Regions from separate parts of the Sus scrofa genome. Here region 2 is linked to region 1. A link is a contact called in public HiChIP or PLAC-seq data. All regions are on one chromosome and are shown on one strand. The core of a region is the stretch at or near the end of the contact, and the rest is flanking DNA. Distances in the headings are between cores, read along the strand shown. Region 1 overlaps LOC100736982 (myosin-13). Region 2 has its middle 69 kb from the start of MYH2.

What was found. HiChIP or PLAC-seq counts read pairs in DNA pulled down with a chosen protein or histone mark.
Region 2: a contact with region 1 is called in an H3K27ac HiChIP or PLAC-seq map of skeletal muscle. The contact joins two enhancer-like sites. A contact is called at or near these places in 2 of 5 promoter capture datasets (fetal skeletal muscle and liver), 24 of 47 Hi-C or Micro-C datasets (alveolar macrophages, brain, embryonic fibroblasts and 14 more) and 1 of 2 datasets of contacts at active chromatin or transcription factors (skeletal muscle).

What each region holds. Positions count from the first base shown.
Region 1 is chr12:55,080,127-55,085,028 of Sscrofa11.1, forward strand. It overlaps LOC100736982 (myosin-13), which reads right to left. Exons shown (of 35, transcript XM_021066284.1): 14 at 4,249-4,558; 15 at 127-200; 16 at 1-28. Among named protein-coding and RNA genes, the nearest start is that of GAS7, 110 kb to the left of the region's middle. Within about 2 kb of position 2,540, at least 3 of the 83 cell types and tissues checked have an H3K27ac peak or open chromatin away from gene starts, as enhancers often do. A contact at or near this core is called in skeletal muscle, where this site is marked.
Region 2 is chr12:55,344,665-55,349,566 of Sscrofa11.1, forward strand. No RefSeq gene overlaps it. Among named protein-coding and RNA genes, the nearest start is that of MYH2, 69 kb to the left of the region's middle. Within about 2 kb of position 2,942, at least 5 of the 83 cell types and tissues checked have an H3K27ac peak or open chromatin away from gene starts, as enhancers often do. A contact at or near this core is called in skeletal muscle, where this site is marked.

The DNA of each region.
Region 1 (4,902 bases), core at 1,290-3,789:
AATTGGTCATCAGTTTGTTTAGATTTTCCTGGGACAAACCAGAAGAAGCACATTTACCTTTGCAAACACCGTCTCCCTGGGTCAAAAAAAAAAACAACCGAGTGTGGAAGCTGCTAAAAAACAAACCCTGAACACAGCAGACACGGTCTGGAAGGAGGATCCCTTCTTCTTCCCGCCCTTCTTGCTTCCCCCGGAGTCGCCTGGAGACAGACACAGAGGGTGGGAACTGTGAGTCCTGAGGACACACAGGTGGCTTTTCCTCCCCACCCACACCTCCCCCAGTTTTCCTAAGTGACCTTGTGTAAGTTTAAGATATGTAACAAAAATGGTTTGATACATGTATATATTGCAAAATGATCACTGCGTTAAGTCTGGTTAACATCTGTCGCCTCACATTGTTACAATATTTTTTCTTTTAAAATCTACTCTCCTAGCAACTTTCACACATACAATACAGCATTATTAGCTATAGCAACCGAGCTGCACCCCGCAGCCCCGGAATCTATGGCATAACGGGAAGTCTGCATCTTTTAACCGCCTGCATTCAGTTCCCCGACCTCTCACCACCCCCACCTGACACCTCTGGCAACCACAAATCTGATCTCTATGGCTGTGAGTCTGTTTTTTTAAGATTCCACATATAAGTGAGATTATTCAGGATTTGTCTATGTCTTCTTTCACATAGCATAAAGCCCTCACGGACCAGTTCTGTTGTTGCCAATGGCAAGATTTCATTCCTTTTTATAGTTGAATAATATGTGTGTGCATGTGTATAATACATATGTCACCTTTTTTTTTTTTAAATCGGTTTATCCATTTATCCATCAATGGCCTTTTGGGTTGTTTCTGTGTCTTGGCTACTGTAAACAATGCTGCAGTGAACGTGGGGATACACCCACTTTGGGATAATTGCATTTCCTTTGGGTACATGCTTAGAAGCGGAATTGCTGGGTCGTATGGGAGCTCTTTTTTTAATTTTTAAAGGAATCCCCATACTGTGCTCCACAGTGGCTGTGCACATTTACATCCCCACTAATAGTGCCCCCTTCTGTCAGCATTGGTCTTTCTAAACTACTTCCTTCAAGCCCTGAAATGAGAGTTTGGTTTTCTTTTGACATAGGAGAGCCAAGGGTTTTTTGGTTTGTTTGCTTGCCCACTTCTGTTTTTCTGTTTCTTAAAATGCCTCCAAACTACTCAGATTTGGGAACACTGAGTTTTATCACTGTGGGAACGGGTGGGTTGGAATATGGGTGGCATTTGACTGGGAGCATAATTTAGACTCTGTATCCAAGGAGAATCTTTTCCTTTATAAATCAGACTTGAAATCCCACTGAACAGTTGGCGAGATTGAAATGGTCCTCTCAGTTTGAGTGTGGTTTCTTTCATGAGTTTACCTTTTTAAAATTCTGGAGACCCGGGAGTTCCCGTTGTAGCTCAGTGGTTAATGAACCCAGCTAGTACCCATGAGGACTCGGGTTCGATCCCTGGCCTTGCTCAGTGGGTTAAGGATCCGGCGTTGCCGTGAGCTGTGGTGTAGGTTGCAGACGCGGCTCGGATCCCGAGTTGCTGTGGCTCTGGCGTAGGCTGGCAGTTGTAGCTCCCATTTCAACCTCTAGCCTGAGAACTTCCATGTGCCATGGGTTCGGCCCCCCAAAGACAAAATAAACAAAATAAAATTCTTGAGTCCCTGTTTATCTCTTAATGGGAAAGTGACTGAAAACCTTTTAACTGGAATGTCTCAGGATATCCTACAAATCCATTTTTCCCCTTGTCTAAAAGGAATAGCCCAGCTTCATTTGACATCATGATATACTGGGTCTACTTTTTCAGAATAGCTTGATTTAGCCTGGACATGTCATCAAGATTCAGTCCTGGGGGAAATGCAGGGTCTCACCCCCTCCCCATCCTCCTCTCACTCCCCCCTCATGGCCCCCAGGGTGGAGCGTGAACTCGTGTTTGGAGGAGTGGGGAGAGGCATGAAAGCCACTTCCCCAGGTTCACGCCTACCCCAGGGCTTATGCTTGGATCTTGGCATCAGTCGCCGAGTGAGGTTATGCAAGGCAGTTACAGACACCCTAATGAAACTCCAAGAAGGTGGTGCTCATCATTCAGGTTTAAAGTTATGCGCATTTTTATATTCTACTGCCCCAAACATTAGACATTGATTTTTTAAAATTATCTAATTACTCTAATGAGTGATTCTATTGTATAAATTAAAAGCACGGATTTGCTAAATAGGTGCATTTAAGTTAGCCCATGATTTCTAAACCCAATTTTGGCAAATACTTAAATATACGTAAAGATAATCTAAACAAGTATACGGGTTTGTGCAGCCGTTTTGAAACACGATCTGGAAGTTCCTCAAAAAGTTAGAGTCACCATATGACCCCGTAGTTCCACTCCTTGGTAGATACGCTGAAGAACTGGCCGCAATCCACAAAGAAACCCATGTATAACATGTTCAGAGCAGCATTAGTCACAGTCCCCCAGACGGAGACAATGGGAGGCTTCTCAGCTGTGTGGACAGACAAAGCGGGTAATATCCGTGCCGAGGAATATGACTCATCGGTCGAAAGAAGTGCATTGCTGACAGTTGCTAGAACACGGACCAACCTTACAGACAGTCAGCTAAGCAAAAGGGGCCAGACGCAAAAGACCATGTAATATACGATTCCACTTACATGAAATGCCCAGAATAGGCAAAACCCAGGGACAGAAATGCAGTTGCCAGGAGCTGGCAGTGGAAAGTGACTGCCAGAGGGTGACAGGAGTGAGGAAAGCATTCTCAAATTACATAGTTGCACAATCCACAAATATACTAAAAAAAACCCTGAATTTTTTTTCCTTTTTTTTTTCCTTTTTGTCTTTTTAGGGCCGCACCTGCGGCCCATGGAGGTTCCCAGGCTAGGGGTGGAATCGGAGCTGTAGCCACCGGCCTACGCCAGAGCCACAGCAACTTGGGATCCAAGCCCCGTCTGTGACCTACACCACAGCTCACGGCAACACCAGATCCTTAACCCACTGAGTGAGGCCAAGGAACAAACCTGCATCCTCATGGATGCTAGTCAGGTTCGTTAACCACTGAGCCACAACAGGAACTCCCCCCAAACCCTGAATTTTTAAAGGGTGAATCTTATGCTATATGAAAATATCTCAGTAAAAATAACTATTAAAGAGTGTGGTATTGGCTCGTCCATCCACTGAAAGTGCTGTTGATCTCTGTAGAACTCGATCTCTCAAAGAATTTTTTGTTACTTAAAAAAAATTATTTTTTATTGAATGCAAATTCATTTAAATTTTATAATGCTTTATAATTTTAATACACTTTACTCACATGATTTCATATAATCCCATAATAACCCTTCCTCTACTCCTGTACTGCTCCTCCCCTCCCCCTCTAAAGTGGTAAAACCACGAGTTTGTTCTGTCTGTGAGTTGGCTTCTCTTTTGTTTTATTCACTAGTTTGTTGTATTTTTAGATTCCTCCTGTGAATGCTATCCTACAGCATTTGTCTTTCTCCGTCTGGGTTATTCACTTAGCATAATGCCCTCTACGTCCATCCAAGTGGCTATACTCTTTTCAGAGTTCCTGTTGTCCCTCCGTGGTGGAACAACACCACGAGGACGTGGGTTCGATCCCCGGCCTCCCTAAGGGGGTTAAGAATCCGGCATTGCCATGAGCTGTGGTGTAGGCTGTGGTGTGGCTCGGATCCCACGTTGCTGTGGCTGCGGCTGTGGTGTAGGCTGGCAACTACAGCTCCAATTTGACCCCTAGCCTGGGAACCTCCATGTGCCATGGGTGTGGCCCTGAAAAGACAAAAGAAGAAAAAAAATTCACTCTTTTCTATGGCCGAGTGGTATTCCGTTGAGTGTATGTACCACATCCTCTTTATCCATTTGTCTGGTGATAGACACTTCAGTCGTTCTGCTCCTTGGCAACTGTAAATAATGCTGCTCTCAAGCAATACTGGGGTGCATGTATCTTTTCGAATTAGTGCTTTTGGGTTTTTTTTTTTTAGATATATAAATATATACCCAGGAGTGAAATAGCTGGATCATATGATTAGAAGTCCATCTCTTAGGAAGAGAAAGAATAGAAGGGAGAGAAAGAACAGCGGAGAGCAGAGACAGACACATCCATCAAGCTCAACCTGAAGCTCATGTGCCACGACTGGTTCTTCACGAGTGACGAGTAATTACACAGGGATTCCTGCGGGGTGGGGTGGGGGCGGGAGGGAAGAATTTCACCTGCTTCTGCACCAGCATAGTTGGAAAAAAGGAAGGACAGCAGCTTCAGCGAAGACTTCTGGTACAGGCCGACCACGGTCTCGTTCAGGGGGTCCTTGTTCTTGTCCAGCCAGCCGGCGATGTTGTAGTCCACGGTGCCCGCGTAGTGCACCAGGGAGAAGTGGGCCTCGGCCTTGCCTTTGGCAGGCTTGGGCTTCTGGAAGTTGTTGGACTTGCCCAGGTGCTGGTCATAGAGCTTGTTCTTGAAGGAGGTGTCTGTGGCCTTGGGGAACATGCACTCCTCCTCCAGGATGGAGAAGATGCCCATGGGCTGGAAGGGGGACAACAGACTGTCGTGAGCCTTTCCTAGTGCATCCCGGGGACTCCATCCCCTGTAGGAGCCAAGGACAAGGCCTTTGGGGCTGTCACTGTGTTTCTAGGAACAGTGGGATGTAAGTGCCGTGTGTTTGGCGTGACGACAGAATATACTAGTCATAGAGTAGATGCTTATTTAATGTTTGTTGAACAAAAGAACATGGAATGACACTGTGTCATATACATGTAGCTCACTGTGAGATAATAGAAAAAAAGTACATATATAAGTCTCTGTACCTGGTTCAGAGCTTCTAAAGCCCTAGTAATTTCCTTTGTGATAAGAGTGCTAGGATTGTCTTT
Region 2 (4,902 bases), core at 1,692-4,191, 260 kb after region 1:
TTGATGGCTCGTTTTCTGGGTGAGGACCTGAAACCTGGAGAGCGAGCTGCCCAGGCTGGTGAGAGAAACTGTAAGCAGTGTCGAGACTGGTCAGAGTTTCTTACCCCTCGCACTTCCAGTGACTAAATTCGTGTGTGTGTATGTGTTCAAAATACAAGCTATTGGGGTAGGAACTGTGGTGCAGAGTGAGGAAGGCAGCTTTGGGCACGTGACGGAGTAAAAGCGTGCCCCTGGGAACGTGTGCGGGACCACTGGTGAGTGCAGAGGACCAAGAGGCCCGGATGTGTTAGGATTTCCACCCATGCAGGTGGCCCTGGGGGAGGGCCGGGCCGGAGGAGCAGAGGAGGGCCACTCCGTGGGCTGCGACCAACCGGCACCTAGGTGGAGGGTCGGTCTCGGGCGTGTGTGCTCAGCCGATGGTGTCTGGACAGAGCAGTGACAAATTAGTGCGTGTCAAATAGGAGGACTCAGGAGGACGAGGCCGTAGCAGGTAACTTGAATGGACTTGGCTGTGACTCTGGCTGCCTTGAACTTGTGCTCTTTGGGGCAGATGGCTTTGGACCTGAGTGGACCCTACCTCCCATGTCTCCATTGTCACCAGCCTGCAAAACCCAAGAAGGGTTTCAGTACAGCCATGAGAGGCAGAAGGAGACCTGTCTAAATTGCTTCTGCCTTTTGCTGGAATGATTAATATTTAAACTGTTTTTATCTCAGGAGCTCAGGATGATTTAAAACGTAGAACTGCTCTTGATGTTTCCTTACAGAGATGTGGCTGGAGCCACAACAAAAGCCCTCTTCATCTTCAACCCAAGTTCCAGCCACTGAAACGGAGACAGTAGATTGCTCAGAATTACGGGCAGGACAGGGCGGGCGTCACTGGGGTGTCAGCACCAAGCCACTTGGGCAGCAGGAGTGTTCTGGGGTCAGAGTTAGGAGTTTGAATCCCGGTTTGTGGAGCTGTTTGGGGTTCAGAAGTGCTGACAGGGCTGATTCTAGGCTTGGGGGCAGCGCCGTGGGTTAGGAGTTTGAATCCCGGTTTGTGGCACTGTTGGGGGTCCCTCATTGCTGACAGGACTGATTCTAGGCTTGGGGGCAGCGCCGTGGGTGCCACTCTGACCCCTCGGGAGGGAGATGGGTGAGAAGCAGGGGGCAGGGAGACACCCTATTTAAAGCTCCCTCTGATTGCATCAGGCGCTGCTAAGGCCAAAGCAGCTCCCCCCTGGGGAAGGCCCATGTCCTCGTCCCATGGAGCCACTCACAAGGTGAGAATGAGCCCACGGGCTGCACGCTCTTGGCCATGGGGGGTTGATGGTGGCCACAGCACCTCGACTCGGTGTGTATCTATAGGTCACTCGTGATCTAAGACCCTCTCGTGGGCTGGATTTACTGTGGAACTCAAGGCAAATCCCTTGAACAGGTGAAAACTCGTGTCCTCTTAAACTCCTTTCCAAAAGTGGCCATCCCGTCCTCGCTGCCCTGTGGGCTGGCGTAGGAATGATCTGGGAAGTGTATTTTAGAACTGTGATGTCTGGCCTATGCATCCGCACCGTCGGGCACCACCTGGCTGTGGGCATCGGGGCAGTGGCGAGAAGGGGCCTGATTGGGCTCCACTCTGCGGGCTTCCCAAGCAAGCCTGGGGGTGGAGGGGAGACGGGAGGAGGAGATGGTAGGTCTCCAGCTGGGGGCTGGTTCTGGCCCCTGGCCATGAGGCCAGGGCGCCCCCAAATAAACACCCACGTAAGCGCCTGTTCTTCACGTCCCCACACCTGCTCCCCAGGGGCTGAGACCCCAGGCCCGAAATAGGCGCAGCTGCTGCGGATGCTAATCCGGCCCCACGCTGAGGCTGAGCCGTATTTGGAAATGTCTGGCCTGCCACCCGCCCTCAGCCTTGGGGCCTCAAAGCAGAGTTCTTGCTCCCTCTTCCTGGCCTGGCTTTCCTGGGGACTTCTGTCTGCCTGTTTCCTGTCCCTGGGCACGCAGTGGGCAGCTGTAAATGACAGGTGAATGAGTTGGTACAGAAAGGAACAGAGACCTGAGACGTGCAGCCTCAAAACCGGCTTCCCACGGCAGCGCCTCACCCCCAAGGGCCTCCTCTGCTACTCGACTCTGTCTTCAGGCTTCCGAGCCCCTGCGACCCGTGCCCAGCCATGCCCACACCCGCTGCTTCAGGAAGCCACGCAAGCCCAGTGCCTGTTAGCACCTCTCCCACATCCGTGGGTCTCGGCTGCTGGGTTGTCGTGACGTCTTTCTTGGTGACACGCAGAGCAGAAGGTCAGAAGAACTGGCTTTCCCCAGGGTCACACAGCATCCCCCACCGCTTTCTCTTCTTACTGGGAGTTCAGTTCAGCACATGCTGAGCACCTGCTGTGTACAGAGCAGTGGCTCACTGCTAAAGGGATTGACTTTCTTTCGGTCTCTGACTCTAAAAGTGTGTCACCCTGTCACCTTCCTCAGTTTCCTCTGTTTTCTCTTCCATCATTATCTCAGTACTTAGATTTCTTTGATTGTCCTTGAGGTTCAAGGTTCTGTCTCATTTATTTTTGAATCTCTGGGTCACTGAGGAACCCTCTGTGGACGACAATGGTCCATTTTCTTTATCTAAGATGCCCCTCTGTCTGGAAGCTGGGCTCTTGGTGAAGGTGACCTATGGGCCTCTGTCACCTGCTCCCCTGGGCCTCCTCAGGGGTCCTTGGGGCCACCTCTCATTTGCTAAAACATGGAGAAGGCCCCCAAATGCCCAGGTGACGGGGCTTCTTGCTTCTCACTGCCACGGAAAGCTTGAAACAACTTAGCTAAAAATAATCAGTGCCTTCCTGGGCCCAGCTGCCCTCACCAGGCGCACGAGGGCCTCCGGCATGTCTTGGCCTTGCTCAGGGTAACCAGATCCCGGCTTGGCCCCGGCGAGCAGCCGCAGGCACCCTCAGCCTCAGCTGGTTTTAGCAGGAGGATTCCTGGGAGGGCGGGCATAGACTCCGTGTTCTGGGCGGCCTCCTCAGCCCACACGTCTAGGTACACTCGGCTTTGTTAAAGCGCTCAGCTGTCGCGGTGACCAGGCGAGAAGGGCAAGGCCGCTCTCCCCAGCAGGAGGGCCTGCGGACCACAGCGGTTTGTCACCCTGAGGACGTGTTGCTCCAGTTAGAGCTGAGCCCCTTCCGTGTCCTAAAGAAGGGGGCCCCACCAATCATAAATCAGGATCTCATCGCCTCCAAATAAAGGGAGTCTGCCGTCCCCGCGCCCGGCCCTTCAGCATTGACAGATAGATTGTTTTAGTCCTGTGTCGAGCATTTCTTTTTGCTTTTTTTTTTTTTTTTTTTTTTTTGGGCCGCACCCATGGAGGTTCAGGCTAGGGATCCAATCGGAGCTGCACCTACCGGCCACAGCCACAGCAATGCCAGATCCGAGCCACTTCTGTGACCACACCACAGCTCATGGCAACGCTGGATCCAAGGCCGGGGATCAAACTTGCAACCTCATGGTTCCTAGTTGGATTTGTTTCCCCTGAGCCACGACGGGAACTCCTGAGCATGTATTTCTTGTGCAATTAAAAAATTATAAGAGGTGGAGTTCCTATCGTGGCGCAGTGGTTAACGAATCCTACTAGGAACCATGAAGTTGCAGGTTCGATCCCTGGCCTTGCTCAGTGGATTAAGGATCCGGTGTTGCCATGAGCTGTGGTGTAGGTTGCAGATGCAGCTTGGATCCTGCTGTGGCTGTGGCGAAGGCCAGCAGCTATAGCTCTGATTAGACCCCTAGCCTGGGACCCTCCACATGCTGCGGGAGCGGCCCCAGGGAAAAAAAAATTATAAGAGGTAATGAAAAATGGAAGTCTAGTGCCAAGAGATTTGAGGCTCAGTAAAGAATTCAGAGAGTTTTCTGGTGAGTATGAGAATTACAGGGGGGAAATTAATAAGTTCTGTGTCTAAACACTGGGAAAAAAATTTTTAAGTGAGGCTCTTCAGAAGAAGGAAAAGTGACGTGAACTGGCCCTTAATCTGGAGGTGGTAAGAAGTTAGTGGGAAACAGGGACCTTTGCCCTGTTTTGCCCTCCTGTTTGGGGCTCTCGTGCAAAAGAACTGGGAGCTACTGCCCAGGAGCAGGCCCCCGCGTCCCTACTCACTGGTCACGTGGCCTGAGGGGAGCCTCTGAATTGGGCCGAGTTGGTGGCCAGAGACGGGTTCTAGTGGGAGGCCTGCTGACAGACACAGGCCACAGTCAGAAAGCAAGCCCTGTCCGCTTTGGTTGTATCTGTCGAGGCCTCAGGGACCTTGGCCCAGCCCCCTCCCGGAGGTAGTTCTGCTCGGGCTGCCCCGGAGGCGGAGGCGGCGCTGTGGGGTGGAAGGGAGTGGGGCTCTAGAGGGAATCCCACCTCTGCTTCTGTTTCTGCCGCATCTGTAAGGAAGCCTGACCCGCCCGCCTCCTCTTGTTGTGGCTGAGTCCTCATGAGCTGAGCGTGAGCTGAGCGCAGGGGGAAGGAGTTCGGCAACCGGTCTGATGCCCCCTCCTCCCCTCCTGCTGGGGTCACGGAGGAGGGGGGCGCTCGGCAGGGCCTGCTTTGGAATGAGGTGCGTGCTTCCATTTTCCTTCCTCGTACAGGGCTTATCTTTTCTGTATCACGGGCGTCCTTTGCTTCATGGCATAAGTTAACACTGGAAAATCCAGTCACACTATGATAGACTCACAGAAAATGAATTGTTCCATTTTATCCTCACAAAATCAGAGCCTAATACAGTTACGGATCGCTCCTAGAACCCATTTCCTCCTCCTCTGGGTGAAATATTGCACTTGGCCTGTGTGTGGCCGTGTCAGGTCCTCCAGCCTCCGAGGTTTCCTACCTTTGTGACCTGCTTCTGTATCAAATGCATCAGGGACCTCTTTCATCAGGTCTTTGTCTGAATTCTAGAA